Linked DNA regions of Sus scrofa: regions 1, 2, 3 and 5 are each linked to region 4. Evidence: chromatin contacts called from public HiChIP or PLAC-seq and promoter capture Hi-C data. All regions are on one chromosome and are shown on one strand. The core of a region is the stretch at or near the end of the contact, and the rest is flanking DNA. Distances in the headings are between cores, read along the strand shown.

Region 1 (4,412 bases), core at 1,633-4,132, 260 kb after region 4:
GGCCCCGTGCTCCACACTGCCCTTGCTGTGCCTAGGACCTGATGCCAGGTCTTCACCTGCCCCCTCACCTCCACCCCCGTGTCCCTTCCCTCCAGCAAGCTCACCCAAGCAAGATGGATGAGGGGGAAGCAGGTGGTGCTTGGTGGTGGTTACTCAAATGCCTGTAGCGAGTGAGCTCCTGAGAGCAAGGCCTAAGTGCCTACTCATGATTCTAATCCCTGTGCTCAATGCCCAGCCAGACTGGGAGCTTGGTACCGTGTAACCTGAGCTGCCAGAATGACGGCTGCGGGGGTCTCACTACTGTCCCTCTCACTGGGCTCCACTCACATCCTCCAGCCCATTGGGCCTCACACAGTTTGAATGCCCGTGTGGCCCTTGCTTTTGCTAGTCTCCCCCGACCCCTGCCACCTGGCACGCTCTTCCCCCATCAGGACCATCTGTTCAAATCCAAATCAGAATCAGCTTTCAGTGAGCAGAGGGGAACTTCAGCAAATCCAAGCCAGCCCCTGGTTTGTCTCCTATCAGAGGCATCTTCCTAGTGGTCACCCAAGGCCAGTGTCGGGACACTCACCCCTGATTGGACTGTACCAGGGCTCAGTCCATTCCAGTCTCTCCCCAGAGACTGACTGATGGTTCCAGCCTCCAAACTCTCCTGCCTGCTCAGGGACATAATTCCAGCATTTCTCCTCTCTCCCACATCATCAATGTCTTCCTCTCTACTGGATTCTTCCCATCAGCATAAACACACACTGTTATTTCTCCATCTTAAAAAACAAAACAAAACCCTCGCTTGACCCCACACTCTTCCAGCTCCACTGCATCTCCCTCCAGCTGCTTCTCAAGACAGCACAACACCTCACGTTATCCACATTCAGTTTCCAATTCCTTCTTTCCTGTTCATCAATTTCATTCCAATTAGGCTTCCCCCCACTCTCCATCAAAACTGATCTGACCAAGGTCACCAGTGATCTTCATATTGATCAGTAGAACTTGACAAAGTTTATCAGTTCATCTGGGCTTAGCTAAGTTCTCCACCTGGTTCTCAAATACACTGGAATGTAGTTCCCAGCTCACTGACTGTTTGTTCTTGGTTTTCCTTGCTGGTCATCCCTATCTTCCTGACCTCTTAACACTGTAATGCCCAGGACTTGAAAAACTCTGTCCTCGGAGTTCCCTTCGTGGCTCAGTGGTTAACGAATCTAAGAACCATGAGGTTGTGGGTTCGGTCCCTGGCCTTGCTCAGTGGGTTAAGGATCCAGCGTTGCTGTGAGCTGTGGTGTAGGTTGAAGACTTGGTTCGGATCCCGAGTTGCTGTGGCTCTGGTGTAGGTCAGCAGCTACAGCTCCGATTAGACCCCTAGCCTGGAACCTCCGTATGCTGAGGGAGCGGCCCTAGAAAAGGCAAAAAGACAAAACAAAAAACCAAAAACAAACCTCTGTCCTCATTTTCATTTACGCTCCTTCCCTGGGTGATCTCATCCACTGTCATGGTTTTAGATATGTCAGCCCCAATTTCTTCCATTAACTTCAGACTAATGTTGCCAGTTCTCAATTCAATATCTATATCTGAATGTAGAAGAGGCATCTCAAACTGAACATGTCTCCTGTCTGGAATGCTTTCCCTTCCTGTAACAAGGCGTCATTCTCTTTCTTTCCTCAGATTTCTGTACAAATGTGATTAGAAAAGCTTCCCTAACACACCCTTTATAAAGTAGTAAACCTCCTCTGCCCTCTCCACCATACCTCCCCTTCCCCATATTATTGTTCTCTGAAGCAGTTATCATCATCTGAAGTACAGTATATATGATTAGTTATCTGTATTCTCCTTTTCAGTGTTCACAGCTGTGTCTACAGAACAGTACCTGACCCAGAGCAGTTGCTCAATAAACCAAGCAGTTGCTCATCTGAAACCAAGAGCCCTTCTCCATGTCAGAACTGGAATCATTCCTTCCCTGCACTTTGCTTCCCCATCTGGATCTGATTCCCTCCCCCTCCCTGCACTCTGCCTAGTGACAAACTGATGGAAAAGATTTCAGGTCTCAAGTTTCCCTCCCCTCAGCTAACTATACACTTTTATGGATTCCTCGCTGGTCTCTGGGCCTCTACTTTACCAACCCCCTTCACCTCCCCATCTTTCACTTGACCTACCTCTTTGCAATTACCAGAATTCGCCTGTGTTCCTTTCATGTCTCAGGTCTTTCTGCCAAGAATGCCCTCCCAATGTCTCCCTGTAGCAAACTCCTAATCATTCTTCAGGGTTCAGTTTAGGCCTCACCTCCTCTGGGAAGCCTTCTCAGCGTCTTAAAGGCTTCCAGGGCCTAGGCAGCTTCTTTAACACCCTAGGCTGTCCCTGTCGGAGCCTCGGTCCGTGTCCCCCCACTATCCCCTGAACTCCCTGAGCGCAGGGACGTGTCTGATTCACCCTCATGACCCAAGTACCCCGCACTAGATACAGAATGAATGAAAGATGGCTGTGGGAGGAGCCCCGGCTGAAGGCGGAGTCTGACAAATGAGAGGGTGTGGTCTGTACCAATAAGAAACTCCGGGAGAGGATAACGTGGAAGAAGAGCCAATGGGGACGAGGAGATCGAGGAGGGGCGTGATCTACAGCCAATAAGTGGCGGGGGATGGGGCACAGGGCGTGCCCAATGGAGGGCGGGGCCAGAGGACAATGGATCGGGGTTCCCTGGTAGATGAGTAGGGGTCGAGTCCAACGCCTTTTCGGCCCTCAGGGTTAGGGGAATTCCTTCCGCGTGCCGCGCCCCCACCTGTTCGCTCCTCTTCTTGCTGCTGCCGTTCCCGCTCCGCAACACCGGTGGCCGGCCACCCAACCCACGGGAGCCGACGCTAGTGACGCACGCACTCGGGCGCGCGCACGCTCGGACAAAGGCGCACGGACCCGCGTCAATCTTCTCGGCCGCACGCGCCGAAAAACACGGCGCGGGGTGGGGCCAGGCAGAGCAGAGGGGGAGATGTTAGCCATCGGGTCACGCCCCTGGGAGGGGCGTTATCTTAAGCCTGCCCCCTCGACGAGGGCTTTAGCAGGTTTCCCGGCTTCAAGCGCTACTCAGAGGTCCGACTCCGGACCCAGGAGGCGCGAGCTCGTTGCCGATGCGCGGATATGTGTGGATGTAGTTCGCATACAGCAGCGGAAGCCCAGATACTTGGGAAAGCAGCCCACACAGGATTAATGCCGGGATAGGTGGGGCACAGCCGTGTATCAGAATTGGAGCCATGGTACCTTAGGCGCGTCACTGCACGTGGTCCCCCGAGTTTCGCGGGCACTTTTATTTCCTCCCCCTTTCTCCAGCAAACACATCCAGGCCGTGAATGGGGCCGTAGCTTTATTTTGCAGGCAGCTGGAGGTCAGGCACAGGACCCCGAAGGGAGGCAGGAAGACAGCGGGGGTGCAGGTGTTGGCACGAGGCTGAAGAGTGCGCGGCGTCCAGCTTGGGGCGATGGCTGTGGGCCGACCTGCAGGGAGCTGAGTGCGGCCAGGCGCTGCTCTCGCGACACGTCCCCGCGCAGGTCCAAGAGGGCGGAGACGTGATCCTCGCTGAAGATACGAGGTGCATCAGCCCCGTCCAGCCCCGCCCGCGTCCCTTCTCCCCTTCCGGGCTGTCTTCGCACCTCACATCGGGAAATTGTTGCCGCAGGCCTGCCACCTCGAGGCCAAGTAGTGTGGGGTCCCGGAGGTTCAGCAACTCCCTCAGGGCGAGCAGCACCGGCGCGCACTGAACGCTCTCCTCCAGACCCTGAGTACGTCGGGATAGATCTCGCGCCAGCCCTTGGCCCCCACCCAACCACCGAGACTCCCTCCCATCTGCTCGCTCAAGGAGTTCTCACCAAACTGAGGAAAAGCTCCTGAAGCTGGGCGGCATCTTGCCGTAGGCGCTCGGCCGCCTGTGTCCGCTCCTCGGCATTGCGGCACACTAGGCGGCCTTGCATCAGCGCACGTAGGTACTGCAGCACCACGATGTGCTCCGCCTCGGCCAGCAGCAGCTGCGGGAGCTCGATCGAATGGTTTCAGGACCCTTTTCCCATGAGCACTTTCACCCCTCCCTAACCTTTTTCCCCAAGCGCACCTGGACCGCGGGTTTCCGCACGTGTCGGAAGTCCTGGCAGAAGCGCGCCGTCCGCTTGCACACATCGTCCAGTAGCTCCGGGCTCGACAGCCACCGGCGCGAAGGTAGAGCTTCGAACAGGGGCTGGGATCAGGGCGGAGGATGGTCAAAAACACAGCTGCAGGGACGATTCAGACCTGGCATTCTCTGCAGAAACCCCCATCTCCAGCTGAAGCCTCACCTGTAGCTCCGCTAGCAGCGCCTCCAACACCAGGCGGCAGATCCTCCTCTGCAACTCGTCCAGCGCTGCCTCCACTGGAGCCAGGGTCCCTGGGGCCACCCAGTCGGG
Region 2 (4,296 bases), core at 1,496-3,995, 260 kb before region 4:
ACGATAGTATTTAACTATACATGAAAGGAAAAAAGCCACCCCCTGTCACTCCACAGCAGACATTTCTTGGTGCCATCCTGTGTGACAGGTTCTGGACTGGGACAGGCTACGACGACAGGCTGTGGGATGCACCAGTGGTCACGGGTATCCAGTCACTTCACGCAAGGGCACCCACCCGGCTTTGCTTGCCCTCTCCCTGGGTCCTGGCAGCCGCTCTAGTCAGTCCCTATACTTGCTTTTTTTTTCAGAACACTTTCCGTAAAAAGAGATATCAATTACATGAAGTAGCATGCACCCATTTTAAGTGTATGGTCTAATGTGTTTTGACAAATATATGTCCCTGTATAACCACCACCCTAGTCAAAATAAAGAACCTTTTTCGAAAGTGTCCTCCTGCCCCAGGTAACCACCGATCTGATTTCTGTCACTAGAGCTTAGTTTCACTTGTACTAGAATTTCATCAAATGGACTCATACAGCATGTACAGCTTCAAGTCTGACTCTCTTCAGCATATCGGGAAAATGCATCCACCTTGTTGCCTTTGTCAATGATTTACTCCTTCTGATTGCTGAAGTACTCCACTGCAGGGCTACCCCAGTTAGTTTACTCCTTTACCTGTTGAGCTGCTGATGGACCACAGGTGGTTTCCAGTGTGAACTATTAAAAATAGGGCTGTTATAAACATCCACCTACAAGCCTTTGTAGAGACACGTATTTCCATTTCTCTTGGGTAAATAGCGAGGGGCAAAATGGCTCGGTCATATGGTAGGTCTCTGTTTAACTTTCTGAGAAACAGCCAAACTGTCTTCCAAAGTGGTGATAACAATTTCCACCCTTATCGGCAGTGCATGAAAGTTCCAGTTGCGCCACATCCTCAGCAGCACTTAAATAGCAGCATCCTTTTTTACTAAGTCATTTTGATGGCTGTATAGTATGAACTCATTGTGGCTTTAATTTACATTCTTAGAGTCCAATGATATGGAGCACCTTTTCACATGCTTCGTGTATGGTCACATATCTTTGCTGAATTGCTTGTTCAAATCTTTGGCCCGTTCTTTAAATTGGCTTGTTCTTCTTATTTTTGAGTTATTTATATTGAGCTGTGCTTTAATTAACACAGATCAGAACCAGGACATCCTTTGTTTTAATCTTCACCTGGTCTCCCCTCAGGGAATTAGGAGTAAAATCCAAACCCCAAGGCCTGGTCCTCCACAGTCTGACCCCACCCCTTGTCTGATCCATCTTCTCCCCTGGCCCTTAGCCCAGTCCTTTCTTCCACACAGCCTTTATGATTGCATTCTGAACCAGCCAGACGTAGCACCAGGATCTTATTCAGGATTCTCTGGATGCGGTTAGTGTTTACCGACCCACATCCATCCCCCCAAAGCTGGGGTTTCCCTGCTTCCTGGGCTTCTAGCACTGCAGTGGAATGAATAAATAAATGAGTGAGTGAGTGCCTCTTACCTGGCTAGAAAGGTGAGGGAAGTCTCCTCTGAGGAAGTGCTACTGCAGTGTGATCACAGAAAAATAGGAATTATTCAGATAAAAAGGTGGAAAAAGCAATCCAGGTAGAGGGCTCTGCATGTACAAAGGCCCTGTGGCAGGAGGGAGCATGTAAGAGGTAAAAAGCTCTATGGGTATGAGAGACAGAAGAGGATAGCAAGGGGCTGCGTTTTTAGGCTCTATACCAAGTCTCTGAGTAAAACGGGAAGTTCCCAAGGTTTTTGAAGGTGAGGAGAATGAAGATGACTGTGATTGACGATTTAAGCATCCCTCTGGCTGCCAAGAGAGAAAGCACAGAAGCCTCCTAAACACACCCTCACAACAGTCCAGGAAGGAGACAGAAGTGGTTTCAGATCTACTGGAGGCTGCGGAGGTGAGACCTGGACAGAGATCCAGAAAAGCTTTGGGAAGTGAAGTGCAGGCCTTGGTGGATGGTGAGTGTGTGGGAGAACAACGCCAATCCCCAGGTCTCTGGCTCTTGGGGTGGAAAGACAGATGACAGCGCCCTTCACAGAGGATCAGGCAGAGTGAGAATGTTATGGCCTGGATATTGGATCCACTTAACCCCAAACGCCCCGGAGGCATGTGTGGGTTGTGCAGCGGCTGGGCCCCGAGGTGTATGTCTGGAGTCCTCTCCATGAAGATGCGGGGTGAGGGTGGGGGCGAGGGGAATGTGTGCGCGCAAATCCAGGGTTGCGGTGGCCAACAATGAGGTCTGGGCTGGGCAAGCACATGAGGGGTGGCCAGGGGACAAAGGGAGAGGGAGCGGGGCGGGGAGCTGACAGCAGGGTCAAAGCCACAGGACAGGAGAGGAGTCTCTCAGTTTGGACGCCTAGGTTTCTGGGTTCCTGCATGGGCAGGAAGCATGACTGGAGGGAGACAGCGCGTGCAGACCATCTTCTGGGCAAGAAGGGATGGGTGGGAGCTCTGACTGGGTGTTCCGGGGCGGCAATAAGAAGGTCTCCTGATGCCAGGACAGGGGTGGAGGGGGGAACGCAGGGGTCTGAGGAGGCTCCAAGCCAGCACTGCCACCAGTCGGGCCAGCGCAGTCCTAAGCAGCCCTGGCAGCCTGGGTCCGAGGGGAGGAGAGGAAGCAAAGAGGAGGAAGACCGACGGAAGGGGAGAGGGAGGAGAGGAGGGGGCAGGAGTAGGGAGGAGGGGAGGAGGGAACGAGGCCGAGAGGAGAAGGGGGAGGGAACGGGGCAGGAAGAGGGGCGGGGCGGGGCGGGGCGGCGGGGAGATGCGCCCCCGCGCCCTTCTAGCCTAGCCTTGTGCTTCCGCACAGTCCGGGTTTCCGCTTCCCTCCCGGGCGCCGGGTGAGAGGGAGCGAGGCCGAACCTCGGTCCCGGCCGCCGACGCCATGTGGCCCCCAGACCCAAACCCAGAGCCCGACCCGGACCCCGGGCCCGCCAGCCGCTCCCCGCCCCGCACGGCCGTCTCCGGGCTCTGCGCCCTCCTGCCGGCGCCCGCCTTCCTCTGCTCGCTCAAAGGCCGCCTCCTGCTGGCGGAGTCGGTGAGTGCAGCGCCCCTGGCCCCACCTGGCGGCGCCGAGCCCCCAGCAGCCGCTCCGGTCCGCAGCCGCCGGCGTGAGGCTCCGGGCGGTAGCCGCCGTCTGCATCCCCCGGTCCCGGAGCCCCGGCTGGCCGGCTCCCCTCGCAGCCCCCCGAAGTTGGGCTGAGTTGGGCAAACTTCCCCAGTTCGGGACGGGCTCGCTGAAGCTCAGCCGCGGGTTGGAGGCGAGGCGGGGCCCGCGCCCAGGGCTTCCCGATTCTTTAACCCGAAGTTGGGGTCCAGAGGGAAGCCTGAGGAGGGGGCCCGCCGACGAGGTGGCCCGGCCGCTGGGAACTCGGCCAGGAGCTGTGTGACCCTTGGGCGCCTCCGCCCTCTCTGGGCCCCTGGGCCGGGCTATGTCCCTGCAACTTCTGGCCTCCGTCGCGGGCTCCCACGCCCACCGCCCCCGCCACGACCCGGGAGGGCCCTGGAGGAATCAGCCCTCTGCAGCTCCGGAGTCAAGGGCTAGAGTTGGCCCTCCGCGCCGTTGCCCGCTTTCTTGGGCACTGGGAAGACCGGCCGTGCCTCGGGCTGCAGGACGGAAGCCAGAGTGGAGTCCCGCCAGCTTGGGAGAGGGGACCCCCGAGCTTGGCTGAGGCCCAGGCGTGCGGGGGGCGCGCAGGGAGCCCACCCCACCCAGGCTGCAGAAGGGCGGTCCAGCAGGGTGACTTCATTCCTCTTCCTCCCTTCCCTCGCTAGAATTCAGCAGTCCCGCCCCACTGAGCTCCTTCCTCCTTCCCGCAACCCCCACCCCGGTAGGCCCCGTCAGGCCTTTGTCCTCCGGACACTCGGAAAATTCCCCAGCACGGTCGGCCTGTGGGGGGGGGGGGGAAGGAAGGGGAAGAAAGGCCAAGCGGAGGGGAGGGGAGGAGGGAGAAACACTTGTTGCTTAGATCTCCAGCAGTTTGAAAATCCCTGTCATTACTCCCACTTTACAGACAAGAAAGCTGAGGACCAAGCGTCCAGGGGACTTGACATGGGTCACTTGAGGGCCAGGTGACAGCTTGGACAAGGGCAGCAGGGCGGCAGGGACCAGAGGGAGGAGGATCCTGCTCCAACCTCTCCTTTCTATCACCCAGGGCAGATGGCAGGAGACAGTCCAAGCATCTCCTGTGCCCCTGAGGTCAGCCCAGAGGTCTCCAGGCCAGCATCTGCCCAACTCCCAGATGAGGCATCAGGGCCCAGGACTCACAGCTCACACACCAGGGAGTCTCCTCCTGGTTGGCCACCCCCATCCACTTG
Region 3 (4,368 bases), core at 774-3,273, 350 kb before region 4:
GCCCTGACAGCGGGATGCAAGCCTAAGGAAGGTACAGCCCACTCCCAGGTCCCAACAGTGCTGCGCCCAAGCATCTCCACGCCAGGCCCACACTGCCACCTGCTGGCTGCCTGCCACCACTGTTCAGAGCAAATGAACCCCACGGATGAGCAGACTCCCTTCTCCCACTTTCAGACACTGACACTCACAGCTGTAGACAGAACCTTTTTAGGTCCTGGGCCTCTCTGTCTCCCTTGGATGCTCCATAGGTTGAAAGCATTCAGGCGTTCCATTTCTGGGAGTGACTTCTGCCCTCCATCATCTCTCCTTGGGCACAGCCAGATAGCCAAGCCCCCGTCGCTGTATGCAAAACAGTCACTCCTCTGTTCTTCTAAGCACCACTGTGCCTGGCTCAGGTGCCACCCCCATGCTGCAAGGCCCCTGCTCCTGGGAATGGATGGAGCAGCCTTCATGGCGATAGTGCCCAGCCACCTGCTGACCCCAACCTGAACCACCGCACCCCGACATCCAGTTCCAACACCACACTTAGGATCCCACTGGCCCAGGGGGACTGTTGGGCTCGGTATTTACTGCCTCTTCCATCTCCAACATGCCTTGTGTCCACTGCGACATGCAATGGCCTGTCCACCTATAAAGCCACATCCACAGTCTTTGTGCACATTGCTACACAGAGACCTGTGCACACTCCCACATGGAGACTGGCCACCTCTCTCCACCAGGGGCTGGAGGGGCTGGACCAAGGGGGGGCTCGCTGGACAGCAAGGCCATGAAGGCCCCAAGGAGACAGGACCTGAAGGCAAATTCCCAGGACAATGGGAGCGGGGCAGGAGGTGGGGGGCAGGACCAGACCCTGGGATAGGATGTGGGTACAAGGGGTTAATGGGGGAGGAGACCCCAGGAGCACTACCAGGGAGGGGGCAGTGAAACCAGGAAGGGAGGAAGCGTGTGCAGCATGTCATCAAACAGGTTGCCGCCACGGGCAACTCCACGAGAACGAGCAGAGCACACCTCTGTTAACCGCCTGAGGGAGATGGATCACTCACACAGCGGCTCTCACACTCAAAGGTCATTGAGGCTGTTCCCCAGAGAATGTTAATCCCTGCCCTTTGTGCACCAAGTGGGCTCTTCTAGCCAAATAAAGTCTTCAGACAGGGGCGCTGCAGCTGCTGGCTGATGAGGCCACTGCCACGGGCCGGGCACGTTCCAAGGCCTGTGGACAGAGCGCCCATGGCATCCGCCACATGTGAGCAGCAGGAATCACCCGAGAGGAGGAGGGAAGGTGGCTACAAAGCCCGGTTCCAGTCCTGGGGGCCCCTGTGACCTTGGGCCAGACCCTTCCCTTCTCTGGGCCTCAGAACATCCCCCATCAGCCCACCCTAAGCCAAAGCAGCCCCTGCAAATCTCCAGCATCCTCTATCCTCCTTCTGCCCCTGCCTTATCCCCAAAGCAAGTCACTCTGGCAGGCAGAGAAAGCAGGCTCTCACCAAGCCAGCCACTCCCTGAGGGCCCAGGAAGTGTGACTAACGAGATAGTTCAAGAGACTGCAGTGGCCCCAAGTGGAGGAGGCAGGCCCTGGAGCAGCCGGGCTGACCGGTGCACAAGACGCCACAGAAGGGAATGGATCCAGGCACCCTGCCAGCGTTCCCCCATGATCCTGGGCAACCCTGGAGAGACAGGGACGGAAGGCAGTTCGCAGTCACGATGGGCTTCCCAGCAGCTGAGGACTAGGGTGTCCAGAAGGAGTGAAGCGGTTAAGTCAACAAGTAACCAAAAGAGGAGTTCCCGTAATGGCTTAGTGGTTAACGAAACCAACTAGCATCCATGAGGACACGGGTTCAATCCCTGGCCTCACTCAGTGGGTTAAGGATCCGGCATTGGTGAGCTGTGGTGTAGGTCGCAGACGCAGCTCAGATCCCATGTTGCTGTGGCTGTGGTGTAGGCCGGCAGCTACAGCTGCGAATGGATCCCTAGCCTGGGAACATGCATATGCCGCAGGTGTGGCCCGAAAAACAGACCAAAAAAAAAAAAAAAAAAAAAAGCAACTAAAAGCAAGAGAAGAATCATATATTGTTGAATTGTGTGTACCACTTTGTGAAATGTTAACAATTCCACACCCCTCCTCAGGGAGCAAATGAGGCCAGAGAGAGATCATTTAAACCCTTTGGTTTCAGATCCCCTGCCCTACCCCATGGTCTAGTGACCACCCTTCAAGATGACTCAACGGCCTGGAACCCATCCCCAAACCTGCCACTCCTGTTGGGTGCTCCTGCAAGTCTTCGGTATTAAGGAAAAGCAGAGCCTTGGCTATCAGACAGACTTGGTGTAGTCTGCTGAAAACAGCCCCACAAAGACGGCCAGGCCCTAATCCCAGAACCTGTGAGTATGTCACCTTCCTTGGCAAAGGGACTTTGAAGGTGTGATTAGGTTAAGAAGGCCCTTGAGATGAGGTCATTAGCCTGAGCTGTCCAGGTGGGCCCAGGAGAAGCACAGAGGTCCTATGAGAGGGAGGCCACAGGGTCAAAGGAGGAGAAAAGAAACTGAAGCAGAGACAGGAGAGAGATTGCGCAATGCTACAGAGCTGGCTCTGAACATGGAGGAAGGGGCCACAAGCCAAGGACTGCGGGGGCTCCAGCAGGTACAAAAGGCGAGGAAATGGCTTCTTCCCTAGAAGCTCCAAAAGGAACCGGCCCAACCATGACATGGGGCTTCTCACCTCTAGAATTATAATTAAGTTGTGTTATTTTAAGCCATTAAATTTACAGTAATTCATTACAAGCAGCAATAAGAAACTCCTGTCCTTGGGCTCCCATCCCAGCTCTTGCTCTCGCTGCCTTGGTCTCCTCATTCATAAATAGGAGGAAGGGGCACTTGCGATGGACAAGGGCCTCTCTGGCTCTCTCTGGCCCCAGGCTGTGACAATGCCAAACGTCCAGCAGCACCCATGTGGCGTGTGGAGGATGCAGGCACCAGTGCACTTCCCCATTTGCTCTGGAGGCGAGGCGAGGATCCGGCCTGACCTTGACTCTGCTGCACTGGGAGGAGATGAGCAGAACCCCAGCCACTTCCAGAGTAACAAGCAGCCACCCTGCACAGCTTTCTCTTTTGCTCGCACCACTTCCTCCTCGGCTTCCTGACTCAGCTGGGGGATGGGACAGAGGCGGGCTGGCCTGGGCAGCCCAGAGGACTCTCATCCAGCCCCTCAGCGCCACCATGAGTGGGTCCCGACTCCCAGGCCCAGACAGGGGTGCTCCTGAACCCCTCCTGGATGACCTCATCGGCTACTACACGGACAGGGCAGAGGAGGGCCAGCTCAGGGTCTGCAGGCAAGCAGCCCTCATCCGCAGGGCCCAGCAGCTCCTGGGCATGCGGGCCCCGCCCCAGCTCTGTCTGCCGGAGGATGTGGCCCCTGACCTGGAGCCCCCTCACTCGCAGGGGGCTCCCAGCTCTGCCCAGCACATCTGCCACAAACTGGTGCGCGCACTGGAATTCCTGGAGCTGATCTCTGTCAACCTACTTCTGTCTCCCGGGAGGAAGGAAATCAGGTCCCTGAAGGTAGGCAGCGCCAGCCCCGAGCGAGGGGGTCTTGGGAGGGGCCAGGGCTCTGCTTTTGGGGGGGACGGTGGGTCTATCATGCCCACTGACTTCAGCCCCTTTTTACAGTTGGAGAAACTGAGGGCTGAAGAGGTTACTACAGCTTGTCTATGGTCTAAGAAGCAGCCCAGACAGGACCCAAACTCAGGCAGTGCAGCCCCTGACCGCTAGGCTGTACCACCTCGCTAAGGAGTCGGTACAAGGAGCTCGTAAGAAGCAAGGGAAGTTCCTGCTGTGTAGCACAGGGAACTACAACTGGTCACTTGGGATGGAACATGACGGAGCATAATGTGAGAAAAAGAATATATACATGTGTGACTGGGTCAAGTGCTGTACAATAGAAATTGACAGACACTGTAAATCAACTATAATGGAAAAAACAAAAATCTTAAAAAAAAAAAAAAAAAAAGCAGCAGCAAGGGAAAGACTTTGGCTGGGGAGGGCCACTGGAAAGGCTCCATGTCTTCTCGCTCCAGGCCAGTGCTGCTAGGTGGGGAACCAGGACACTGGCCCGCTCGGTCCTTCTCTTGCTGCGTCTCTTGAGACACAGGTCCTGCCGCTGGGCCTTCATGTGCCCTTCTGTAAAATGGGACGGGGTGGCTGGCCCGTGGGCCAGGTTTCCATGTGGGCTGATGCCCTGTCCTAGCTGCTTCTCAGGAGCCTCCAGGGGCCGTGGGACCAGCCGTTGGTCCTGCCCGGCCCCTGGCAGCCACACTGCAGGGACCGTCCACCCTAACCATCACCCGTCTGTTCCAGACATACACGGGGAATTTTGCC
Region 4 (5,020 bases), core at 1,362-3,861:
ATGAGTCCAGAGACCAGGACTGAGACCCCTCTCAGCCACAAGCTTTTTTGTTTGTTTTTTAGGGCTGCACCTGCGGCATATGGAGGTTCCCTGGCTAGGGGTCAAATTGGAGCCATAGCTGCTGGCCTGTGCCACAGCCACGGCAATGCCAGATCTGAGCCGAGTCTGCGAAACTACACCACAGCTGACAGCAATGCCAGATCCTTAACCCACTGAGCGAGGCCAGGGATCAAACCTGCGTCCTCACGGATGCTAGTCAGATTCATCTCTGCTGAGCCACAACAGTACTGCAGCCACAAGCTTAAAGTTGGATCACAAGGGAAACTGGGGAAGCCAGTTCAGATCTCTGGACTCTATTTTGCTCTTCTAAGAATAGATATATGGGCTTTTCACAAAGTACATGGGTTCTGCCAGATGTGACTAGATTTTACAGCAAAAAGGAGGTTCATGGTGAAATGTTTGGAATTGCTGAGCTGAGACTGGATGAATTCCTTTTACTGCAGGACTTTTCAGTGCCTTAACTAAGCGATTGTTCGTTGTGAATCTCTTCCAGGGCAATGCAGTATGGATGTGGTCCTTTTCTCTCAGAACATTTTCTGGGATCCTGTTCCATGGGCCATACTTTAGGAAGGCACGGGTGAGACTCTCCTTCAAGCTCTCTCCAGTTCTGGCCCAAGAGCTGGAGATGAGACAGGCAGCCCTGGCCATAAAATTCAAGCCCTTCCCTTAGTTGGCAAGGCCAGGACCTTTGTCCCTGCTATATATTCTCCTTAGAACATTGTCTCCCAGATACTGTCAAGCTCACTCCCTAACTTCCTTCAGATCTCTGTCCAAAGCCTACCTTATCAGATAAACCTTCCTGATTTCCCCATCTAAGATAGCAGCCTCCTCCAGGGCCCTGTCCTCTCCCCAGCTGCCTCTCTTGCCCCAGAAGAGACTTTACCCGGCCTGTGCTGTGGCTTCTTCACTCCCACGCCTGTGCATAATTGTTTAAGACAGATGTTACTGGAGTTTTTCCCAATTATTAAATGCCTGATGCCTGTTTCAAAGAGTTTTTAAAAGGAGTTCCTATCGTGGCTCAGCAGAAACAAATCCGACTAGTATCCATGAGGACGCGGTTCGATCCCTGGCCTCGCTCAATGGGTTAAGGATCTGGCGTTGCCGTGAGCTGTGGTGTAGGTCGCAGACTCGGCTTGGATCTGATATTGCTGTGGCTGTGGTGTACCCCAGTGGCTACAGTTCCCATTCAACCCCTAGCCTGGGAACCTCCATATGTTTCAGGTGTGGTCCTAAAAAGACAAAAAGGAAATAAAGAAATAAGTGGTCAAAGAATGTGAAAGTTCCTACAGAGATAAGCATTGTTAACAGCTGTTAACCATATTGTTACTCTTTTCTCTGCACGCAGAGGCATGGGCAAGAGGAAGGGGAAGGGAGAGAAATAGAGAAATAAATAATTTCGGTTATTATCAAAGGCCTGCTCTTCTTTGTTGTAATCTTGTTTTTCTCTCTGACTTCTGTCCTCGCCAATAGCTCCTTCCTGGGCTTTCCAATCTGACTTTTGGCTTCGTGTTGGGCTTTGGGGTCCTTAGGTCAGGGTGCTGACAGTCCACCCTGATCCTGCCTAAAAGGAGAGCCCTGGGCCTTCAGGGCAGGGCCTCCGCAAGAGTGGCAGGAGAGGTACCCGCAGTTTCCTGGAAAACTACCATTTCACAGCGTAGCCCAGGCCAGTGCTGTATGGGCAAGAATGGGAAGCTGTGCTTCTGGAGGGGCTCCAGGGCTGTCTCCCAGCTTCCTCTTGCCTCCTCTTCCCCATACTAGACCCCCATTGCTGATTCCACAGCAGAAAATCTCCCCACCAGGAAGAACTCATCCCTTTTAAAGGCTCATCTGATAAGATCAGGCCCACCAAGGATAATCTTCCTTTTTTTTTTCTTTTTTTCTTTCTGGCTGCACCCGCAGCGTATGGAAGTTCCCAGGCTAAGGACTGAACCTGAGTCACAGCAGCAACAATGTCAGATCCTTAACCCACTGCACCAGTCTGGGCATTGAATCCACACATCCTTCATTCATTCTTTTCTAATAAGACCTTGAGACAAGGAAGCCTTGGGTAGGGTTCTAGGGCTGGCCAACATCTATAGGATGTCTGAGCTGATTATAGCCTTTAAGCAAAAGTTCTGGTGCACACAAAACCCTCAAGGGTGACTTTCTACTTTGGAAGTGGTGTGTGTGTGTGTGTGTGTGTGTGTGTGTGGTAACTTACAAAAACTGAGTGGTTTCAGACTTAGCAGAGTGATGTAATCTTTTCAGGAAAGTGTGGCGGAGGCAGCCATCTCGGTGTCTCCAGTTGTTGGCCCAGGGCCTGGCATATTCAGGCACCCATAAACGCCTACAGATTGAGTAATTAAACTGTGCTGCCTCTGTCCTGAAGGATGACCCTTTATAACCCCAAATGAACTAAAAGACTACACCAATTTATTTAGAATCCCTTAGAGTTATTTTTAGTTTAAGTCTGAAACAGCCCTTTCAGTATCCAGGAAGAGAGATAGTGCAAATTCTGACTTACTCTTTAGTACTTCCGGAAGGGACCAAGGGTGAGTGGCGGTATGAATATCATATCAGGGCCAAGTATGACAGGAGCTGTTTTATGGCAGGCAGGTCCTTGGATCCAGGTGGGCTGGCCAGGTTCCCCAGGTAAGTCAGTGTGTCTTCCTTCTAGAAGACCACATTTCCAGGGCTCTAAGTGGCCTTTTCTGGTCACCTCCTATTTTTCTCTGTTTCTGGTGGGAGGACTGCCCTTGACTTACCACAGTCAGTAGGAGAGTTCTTTTACAGTGATTTGAAAGGCAGCAGGCCATAACTGGGATGCAGAACTTCTGATGCCACAATGGAAGGGACTAAGGGAATATCTGGTGTCATGGTTCTCAGCCTTTCTCAACCCACCAACCAACTATTGTGGTAACGGTCAGTGGCCATGCCAATGTAAATGTCAGTTCAAGGCCCAATGGTTGGTGGGAAGCCATTTTACAGCATTTTACAAGATTTTACAGCAGCAATTTGCATTGTAGAAGGATCACCCTACTTATTCTGTAGAAGCAGAGCTACTAGGGCCAAGATAAAGTCAGAGGTGGGGAGACCAGATGAGAAGAATGGAATAGAGTGGCAGAGCAGCTGGAGGCAAATGTTTGGATTGGAGTTGTTTAGGAGATGAGGTGAACAGGATTAGATAACTGACAGGAGAGGAGTAGGGGTGAAGGGAGAGGTGTCAAAATGACTCCTACTTGGGGCTTGAATCTCTGAGCAGATGGTGGGGCCGTTACTACGTTAGGGGAGGAAAGAAAGAGCAAAGTTAGCAGAAAGATGACTTCTAGGCAAGCTGTGTTTAAGGCGTTCGGAGGGCCTCCAGAGGGAGGCAAGTAGATATAGAAGGGTGTGGCGCCTGAAAGAGGGTTGGCACAGAAACGGAGAGGAGGCCGTGGGGTATTATTAACAACGGTGACGAGTGGGAGAGCCTGGGCGTTTTGGGGTGTGCAGAGTGCGGAGTGTCACGTGGTGGGATGCTCTGCCACAGGACTGCCTGATCCCTGCACCCGGGCTACCTACAGTCTAGGAGGTTACCTATAGTCCGGAGGAGCCCGGAGGGTGGATGGAGGTGGGCGGGGGAAGTTGAGGAGGAACCGGATTTGGCCCCTCCGGGTCCCGCCCTCTTGTCCTCCTCAGCCATTGGGCAATTCTGCTGCCCGTCATGGGCCCGCCTCCACAGATGAACCAATAAAGACTGGCAAGAGGATGCTTCCTTCTCCGGCAGCCGGGGATCTGCACTAGAGGTACTTTCAGGGAGGCGAGTCCTGGGTGGCTGCAGCCGCAGCACTGCACGCAGGCGCGGAATTGAGGGGGGGAGCCCGGAGGCCTCGGCGCAAGCAGGTGAGAGGAGGGCGAGGACCTGAGGTAGGAAAGTGGGCTACGCGGGTTGTGAACGCCTCTTATCGCGCCGGGCCTGGCCAGCCCCAGGCCCGCTCCGGCCCACGGTGTCGGTCGGCTCAGGTGCTGGGGCGGAGAGCGGAGGTGAGGTGAGGTGAGGTGAGGGGGCGGGCCCGCGGCGGACCGGGAAGAGCCTTGGCCTCAACTGCGGTCATCCCTCTCGCGCACACGCGCCACGTGGGCCCGCGGCCTTACGGCGAACCCTGGGCTGCGTACAGGGACGTCCGCACTGGCTGTTTCAGAGTAGCCCTGTGAGCGCCGCTTCGCGACTTAGTTTCCCTTTTTATGGACTGAGAAGCTGGAGCTCAGGGACGTAGCCGCGCCAGGGTTTGAAGGAGATCGGGTTTAGTGGACTCCGGAGGCCGCGCTCTTATCTATGAGGCTGTGGGTCAGAAACTTGACTTGGGGACCTGTTTTCTTTAGATATGCGAAATTATTTGGGTCCGGGCTGCGGCAGACCGCCTTGCATCGGGCATCGCTGCTCGCTTCTCTGCTGGGCGGGGGGAGGGGGCGCGGGCGCGGGGAGGCGCCTTCTGTGCGCCCTGGCCAACCGCTCCTACTCCTAGTTGGGCGGCGTGGGCTGAGGAGAGGGGGAGTGGTCTTCAAGTGTGGGAGCTCCCTTTACCCCCACAGACAAACTTTGGGGAGGGCAGGATTCCTAAACGAAATCCAAAAACACGTGGAAAGGCTCCTCCTCCCGAGTCACCAGAGAAACTAGAAAATAGAACAGCTTTTTTTGTCTAAGGAAAAATACCGCTAGAGGCTGTTGAAAGTGCTAGGAAACTGTTTCCTTCATGCCCTTGCAGAGGCAGATGCGAACCTTTTGGAAATCAGTTTGGCAGTATGCGTCTACACCCTTTGACCTACTGATTCCAGTCTTGGGAAATAAGCAAGTAGGGAATAGGTTGATGTGTTAGGTATTGCGGTTTGGTATTTTACAAATAGAGAGGCAGTGGAAACAACCTCTAAATCTCCAATAATACACTTAATGGTAAAAGTAATAATACTCTTTTCAAAGGGTTATATTTCTTTAAATCCTCAC
Region 5 (4,723 bases), core at 1,948-4,447, 300 kb after region 4:
ACAGCCACGCTGGATCTGAGCCGCGTCTGTGACCTACACCACAGATCATGGCAATGCCAGATCCTTAACCCACTGAGCAAGGGCAGGGACCGAACCCACAACCTCATGGTTCCTAGTCGGATTCGTTAACCACTGCACCACGACAGGAACTCCTTGTTTTCCTGATCTATAAAATGGCATTTGTAGTGAGATTTAAATGGGTTATTGTGACCCGTAAGTAACATGGTAAAGGGTCGAGTAGAATCTAGAATACAGCAAGTCGGATGCTCCTCCAGTAGCTTCAGGAAGTCACACTGGGACTGCACGCTTTCCTGTCTTCTTCACTTGCCAACTCACCTTCTCATCAAGACCCAGGCTGGTAGGCTCAGGCTCTGACTCCACCTATGCTCTCTGAGGCAAGGGGTGGGTGGGGCTTGGAGGCCTGTGAGACCAGAAATGATCCGGTACTAACTATTCTTTTCTTCTGGAATCCCCCCACCCCCTTTAAAATAGCCGTTCCTGTGGCATATGGAAGTTCGTGGGTCAGGGATTGAATCTGAGCCCAGCAGTGACCTACACCGCAGCTGCTGCGGCAATGCTGGATCCTTTAACCCACTGTGCAGGGCCTCCACAGCAACCCAAGCCATTGCAGTCAGATTCTTAGCCCACTGCATCACAGTGGGAACTCTGGAATCTTCCCTCCTGACTCCTGTAACACTTTTTTAGGACTCCTTTCACCACTCCAATTGTCCTATTTCTGCATTCTTCTGTGGCTCCCAGGGCTCAGACCTAGGTTTTTCAATCTGTTTGCATTCTAGGATGATAAATTCATTAGCATGGCTTTAATAGTTACCTCTACAGGAATAATCAACAATTCAGTATGGCCAAATTGTTTTATCACTCATGTGCTAGTCTAGTATCGCCAACTGTCCACAGCATCCTTTCTCCAAATGTTTTATCATCACCTTCCTTTCAATCTCAGTCCAAAACAGCCTCTCCTCCCACCTTTCCAGGCCTTGGGCTTCAAGGCCAACAGTGCATCTTGCCTAAAGATCCTGATAATACTTTGTTCTCTTCATGCTCTTTTTGTCTCTCACTCTCAGATACAGGTGTAAAGCACAGGCTTTAGGCCAGGCTAACTTAGACTCATTCAAATCCCAGCTCCAACAGTTCCTAGCTGTATGATCTGTGTGACCTCAGGCAAGTACTTGAGCTCTTTATGTCTCAGTTTCCACACCTGTAAAATAGGGATATTAAAAAATCTAGATCATAGTCTTTATGATGGGGATTAAATTTTATATATATATGGTGTTTCATAAATAGTTGCTGGGTTGCTATTACTAATGCTTCTACTTTTGAAGCCTTACCATCTTAGTAGCCAACATCTTCATCACCCCAGAACTGGATTCCTTCCACAGTCTCCCACCTGATCGCCCTGCCTCCAGGCTCATCCTTGCTAATCAATCTGCACACTGCAACAAGGTTAGTTTCCTAAAAAAATAGCTTTCAGTTTCAGTGCACTCCTGATGAAAACCTTCAGCGTTCCCTAGTACCCTCAAAACAAAATCTCTTCTCCTGGGCCAGTGCGGCCAGGCCTCCAGGCCTGACTGGACCTCTTGTCCAAGAGCTTCCCCAACCCAGTCTCCTCACTAACCTACAAACACAGCCTGTCTACTTCCTTATTTCCTTTTGCCTATGTGGATCTTTTCCCTGGAATGTTCTTCCTTAAGCCTGACCTCACCAGCGCATTCTGATCTCTTCTTCCCTTTTCTGATCCCCAGTACACAGAAGGTACTCAGCCAACACTTACGGATTGAATGAAGTAAGGATGGATGGTCTTTTACCTTGATATTCACCAAAGGTTTGCTCAAGGAAGGGGTGGGAATATAAAGCAGATCATTACTGGGAGAACAGCCTCTGGGCCAGGGAAGCTGAGCCTGGGGAAGAGATCACTGATGGGGACTGGGACTGATCAAACCCCTGTTCCCAGGGGAAGGTAGGAAAACCTGTCTCAGTTGAGGTAAGATAGTGGCCATCCTGCCTTCTGGGGCTCAGCAACCAACCCAAGGAGCAAAGGGAAGGCAATAAAGCTGGCCTCACTGAGGGGAGGAAGCATGATTCTTTGAGCTGAGAAGGGAGGAGGCCTTTCCAGAGGGACCAAAAGAGGCAACGATAGGGAGGAGTGGTCATGCTATGAACCCCATCCCAAGGAACTACTAGAGATATGACTGGTCATCTCTGAGATCTTTGGGGATGGAATAGATATCCTCTGGGGCAGAAGGAGGAAAGGATCCCATGGCAGGGGGCTCACTGGGGTTGGAGCTGTCTTGTTTTTGCTAAGGGGAAGGAGCACCATTCTAAGGACCAGTGGGGAAAGGGTGGCATGTCTCCCTTGGGCTGTGGGAGGGGGCTGCCAAGTCTCAGAGCAAAAAGGATGGAGAGGCCACCGAAAGAGACCACTGGGGACAAAATCTGTTACCTCTCTACGGACAATGGCAGCAGAGTGGTCTTGCTCCCGGCTAAGGAAAGAGAAAACATCCTATGGGGTGAAGGGGGTACGGATGGCCATCACTATGGGCAGAAGGAGTCCGGGGGCAGGCCTCTCCCCAGGGAAGGAACTCAGAGACCATGCCTGAAGTTGATGGGAAGGGGCAGTCAGTTGCCCACCGCCAGGTGAGGGGGGCGGGGGCGGGGGCGGCGTCTCTCTGGGAGGAGGGAATGGAGAGACCATTCCAAGGGCCAATGGGGACAAGATAGGGTTACCCTTGGGGATGATGGGATGGAGCCGATATCTTCCAGAATTGAGGGGGAGGGGCGGCCATCGCAAGAGATGGGGGGTAGGCAGAGGCCCTGTCCTCGTTGAGGTGAAAGAGCAACAATCTCCTGGGGCCGATGGGGACGGAGAGGATGGTCCCTCAAGGTAAGCGGACGGAGTGGCCCAAAGGCGGGGCCATTACCCATAGCCTGCTGGTCCTAGGAGCTCCCGATCGGGTCGTTTCCGCCAGACGGGCGGGGCCAGGCGAGCTATCTGACAGCCCTCCCCACAGCCTGGGACCCCGAGGGCGGGGTCTGTCCCGAGCTAGGCCAGAGGGCGGCCTCCTCTCACCTCCAGGGGCAGCGACTCCGCCATCGCATCCCTGCCGCCTCCGCCCCCGCGCAATGCTTTCTGGGAAGTGTAGTCCGGCCGACTCTGCTGGGCGGAGCTTGGGAAGGAAGTGGACGTCCCATTTCCGTCCCAGTTGCTGACGATTTGGGTCTGCACCGGAAGTGCCTTGCTGCCGATGTGTTATCCAGTGACTGCGGTTTCTGTCGTTCTCCCTTCTTTCCCAGCCTGGGTATTTGCGTCGCACCATGGCGGTAAGGAGGGCGGGTGGGGCGGAGTCGTCATGGCAAAGCGGTCCCGGGGCCAAGAGACTGAAAACAGAAGGAGGACCGCAAGGGACGTGGGTCGGCCAGAGAGGGGCGCCATCCAGTGGCTGGGCCGTACCAGATCGAGGTGGGCAGTGGAGAGGCGAAGGACCTTACCAGAAGTCTTGCCCGAGTGGGCTAGGCTTCCGTACCAGACAGTATCAGGACTAGCTAGAGGTTTGAGAGGCCTACGCCGCGTCAGCTCAGATCTGGTCTACTCCTGCAGAGGCCCAAGAGGGGCACCATTCAAGCCCACTCAGAGGAGTCCCTTCTAAAGGGTTTGTCCGCTCACAACTGAGTTATCAGAGGATCCAGGAGATACTGTCCTAGTATTGGATTGTTCCCATCCGGAGCAGGAGGTAGTCATTGCTGCGTGTGCAGGGAAGATGGTGTCAGCTCTAAGCAGGACAGTTTGGAGAGGTGGACATTCCAAGGATTGTAATAGATTTGAGCACCATGGGGATGTCAGATGAGGTACAGATGGAACTCTGTAGCTAACCAGAATGGTGGGAAAGTAGAGAAGACCCTGGCTGACGAGGGTTCTGACAGCATCTCACCATCTCTCTGCAGCCTAAGGGCAAAGTGGGCACGAGAGGGAAGAAGCAGATATTTGAGGAGAACAAAGAGACCCTGAAGTTCTATCTGCGGATCATACTGGGGGCCAACGTAAGTGCTTGCTTCCTTGCTAATGTGCCCACCCAGGGTCCCGCAGTCTTCAGCTCTGTTTGGTGGGGTGGAGTGGTGGTGGTATGTGACAGCCAAAGCCTGAAAAGAAAACTCCAATTGAAATTAAATGAGGGAGTTCTTTTTGTGGCTTAGCGGTTAATGAACCCAACTAAGATCCATGAAAGATGCAGGTTCTATCCCTGGCCTCACTCAGTGGTTTAAGGATCTGGCACTGCTGTGAGCTGTCGTATAGGTTGCAGATGTGGCTCAGATCCCACATGGCTGTGGTGGTGGTGCAGGCCAGCAGCTACAGCTCTGATTCAACCCCTTGCCTGGGAACTTCTGTATGCCCCAGGTGCGGCTCAGATAAAAAAATTGGGGAGTTCTCTTTTGGTGCCTTGGGTTAAGGATTTGGCATTGTCACTGCAGCAGCTTGGGTCATTGCTGTGGTGTGGGTTCAGTCCCTTGCCTGGGAACTTCCACACACCTCAGGTGTGGCCAAAAAAAAGAGTTCCCTGTTGGCTCAGTGAGTTAAGGATCTGGCGTTGTCACTGCTCTTGCTCTCGTTACAGCTGTGGCATGGGTACAGGCAAAAGAAAAATAAGGAATAAACATTGGAGTTCCCATTCTGGCTCAACGGGTTAAGAACCTGATGTAGTGTCCGTCAGGA

Evidence for each region. Promoter capture Hi-C pulls out the DNA fragments that hold promoters and counts their contacts. HiChIP or PLAC-seq counts read pairs in DNA pulled down with a chosen protein or histone mark.
Region 1: a promoter capture Hi-C map of fetal liver shows a contact between it and region 4, with 2.5 times the contacts expected there. The contact joins the promoter of KIAA0895L here to the promoter of PDP2 in region 4. A contact is called at or near these places in 1 of 5 promoter capture datasets (fetal liver), 3 of 47 Hi-C or Micro-C datasets (embryonic fibroblasts, fetal heart ventricle and heart right ventricle) and 1 of 2 datasets of contacts at active chromatin or transcription factors (skeletal muscle).
Region 2: a contact with region 4 is called in a promoter capture Hi-C map of fetal liver, with 2.6 times the contacts expected there. The contact joins the promoter of CMTM3 here to the promoter of PDP2 in region 4. A contact is called at or near these places in 1 of 5 promoter capture datasets (fetal liver), 6 of 47 Hi-C or Micro-C datasets (embryonic fibroblasts, fetal liver, heart right ventricle and 3 more) and 1 of 2 datasets of contacts at active chromatin or transcription factors (alveolar macrophages).
Region 3: an H3K27ac HiChIP or PLAC-seq map of alveolar macrophages shows a contact between it and region 4. The contact joins the promoter of LOC110260929 here to the promoter of PDP2 in region 4. A contact is called at or near these places in 1 of 47 Hi-C or Micro-C datasets (embryonic fibroblasts) and 1 of 2 datasets of contacts at active chromatin or transcription factors (alveolar macrophages).
Region 5: an H3K27ac HiChIP or PLAC-seq map of alveolar macrophages shows a contact between it and region 4. The contact joins the promoter of TMEM208 here to the promoter of PDP2 in region 4. A contact is called at or near these places in 1 of 5 promoter capture datasets (fetal liver) and 1 of 2 datasets of contacts at active chromatin or transcription factors (alveolar macrophages).

The regions. Positions count from the first base shown.
Region 1 is chr6:27,824,014-27,828,425 of Sscrofa11.1, forward strand. KIAA0895L reads right to left here and starts at 2,883. Exons shown (of 7, transcript XM_021094035.1): 1 at 2,768-2,883. It overlaps EXOC3L1 (exocyst complex component 3-like protein), which reads right to left. Exons shown (of 14, transcript XM_003126935.4): 10 at 4,305-4,412; 11 at 4,085-4,207; 12 at 3,846-4,001; 13 at 3,630-3,754; 14 at 3,255-3,555. The coding sequence ends at 3,366.
Region 2 is chr6:27,305,401-27,309,696 of Sscrofa11.1, forward strand. It overlaps CMTM3 (CKLF-like MARVEL transmembrane domain-containing protein 3), which reads left to right and starts at 2,746. Exons shown (of 5, transcript XM_021094006.1): 1 at 2,746-3,016. The coding sequence starts at 2,864.
Region 3 is chr6:27,215,903-27,220,270 of Sscrofa11.1, forward strand. LOC110260929 reads left to right here and starts at 2,024. Exons shown (of 2, transcript XM_021093983.1): 1 at 2,024-3,552; 2 at 4,348-4,368. The coding sequence starts at 3,043. It overlaps BEAN1 (protein BEAN1), which reads left to right. Exons shown (of 5, transcript XM_021093984.1): 5 at 1-1,847.
Region 4 is chr6:27,562,812-27,567,831 of Sscrofa11.1, forward strand. PDP2 (pyruvate dehydrogenase [acetyl-transferring]-phosphatase 2, mitochondrial) reads left to right here and starts at 2,612. Exons shown (of 2, transcript XM_021094015.1): 1 at 2,612-2,691. LOC106508763 (a long non-coding RNA gene) reads right to left here and starts at 3,668. Exons shown (of 3, transcript XR_002344554.1): 1 at 2,805-3,668; 2 at 2,564-2,712. CA7 (carbonic anhydrase 7) reads left to right here. Exons shown (of 7, transcript XM_021094019.1): 7 at 554-1,155. The coding sequence ends at 730.
Region 5 is chr6:27,861,140-27,865,862 of Sscrofa11.1, forward strand. It overlaps TMEM208 (transmembrane protein 208), which reads left to right and starts at 3,198. Exons shown (of 5, transcript XM_005664411.3): 1 at 3,198-3,336; 2 at 3,958-4,053. The coding sequence starts at 3,331. It overlaps LRRC29 (leucine-rich repeat-containing protein 29), which reads right to left and starts at 3,332. Exons shown (of 7, transcript XM_013998260.2): 1 at 3,086-3,332. The coding sequence starts at 3,332.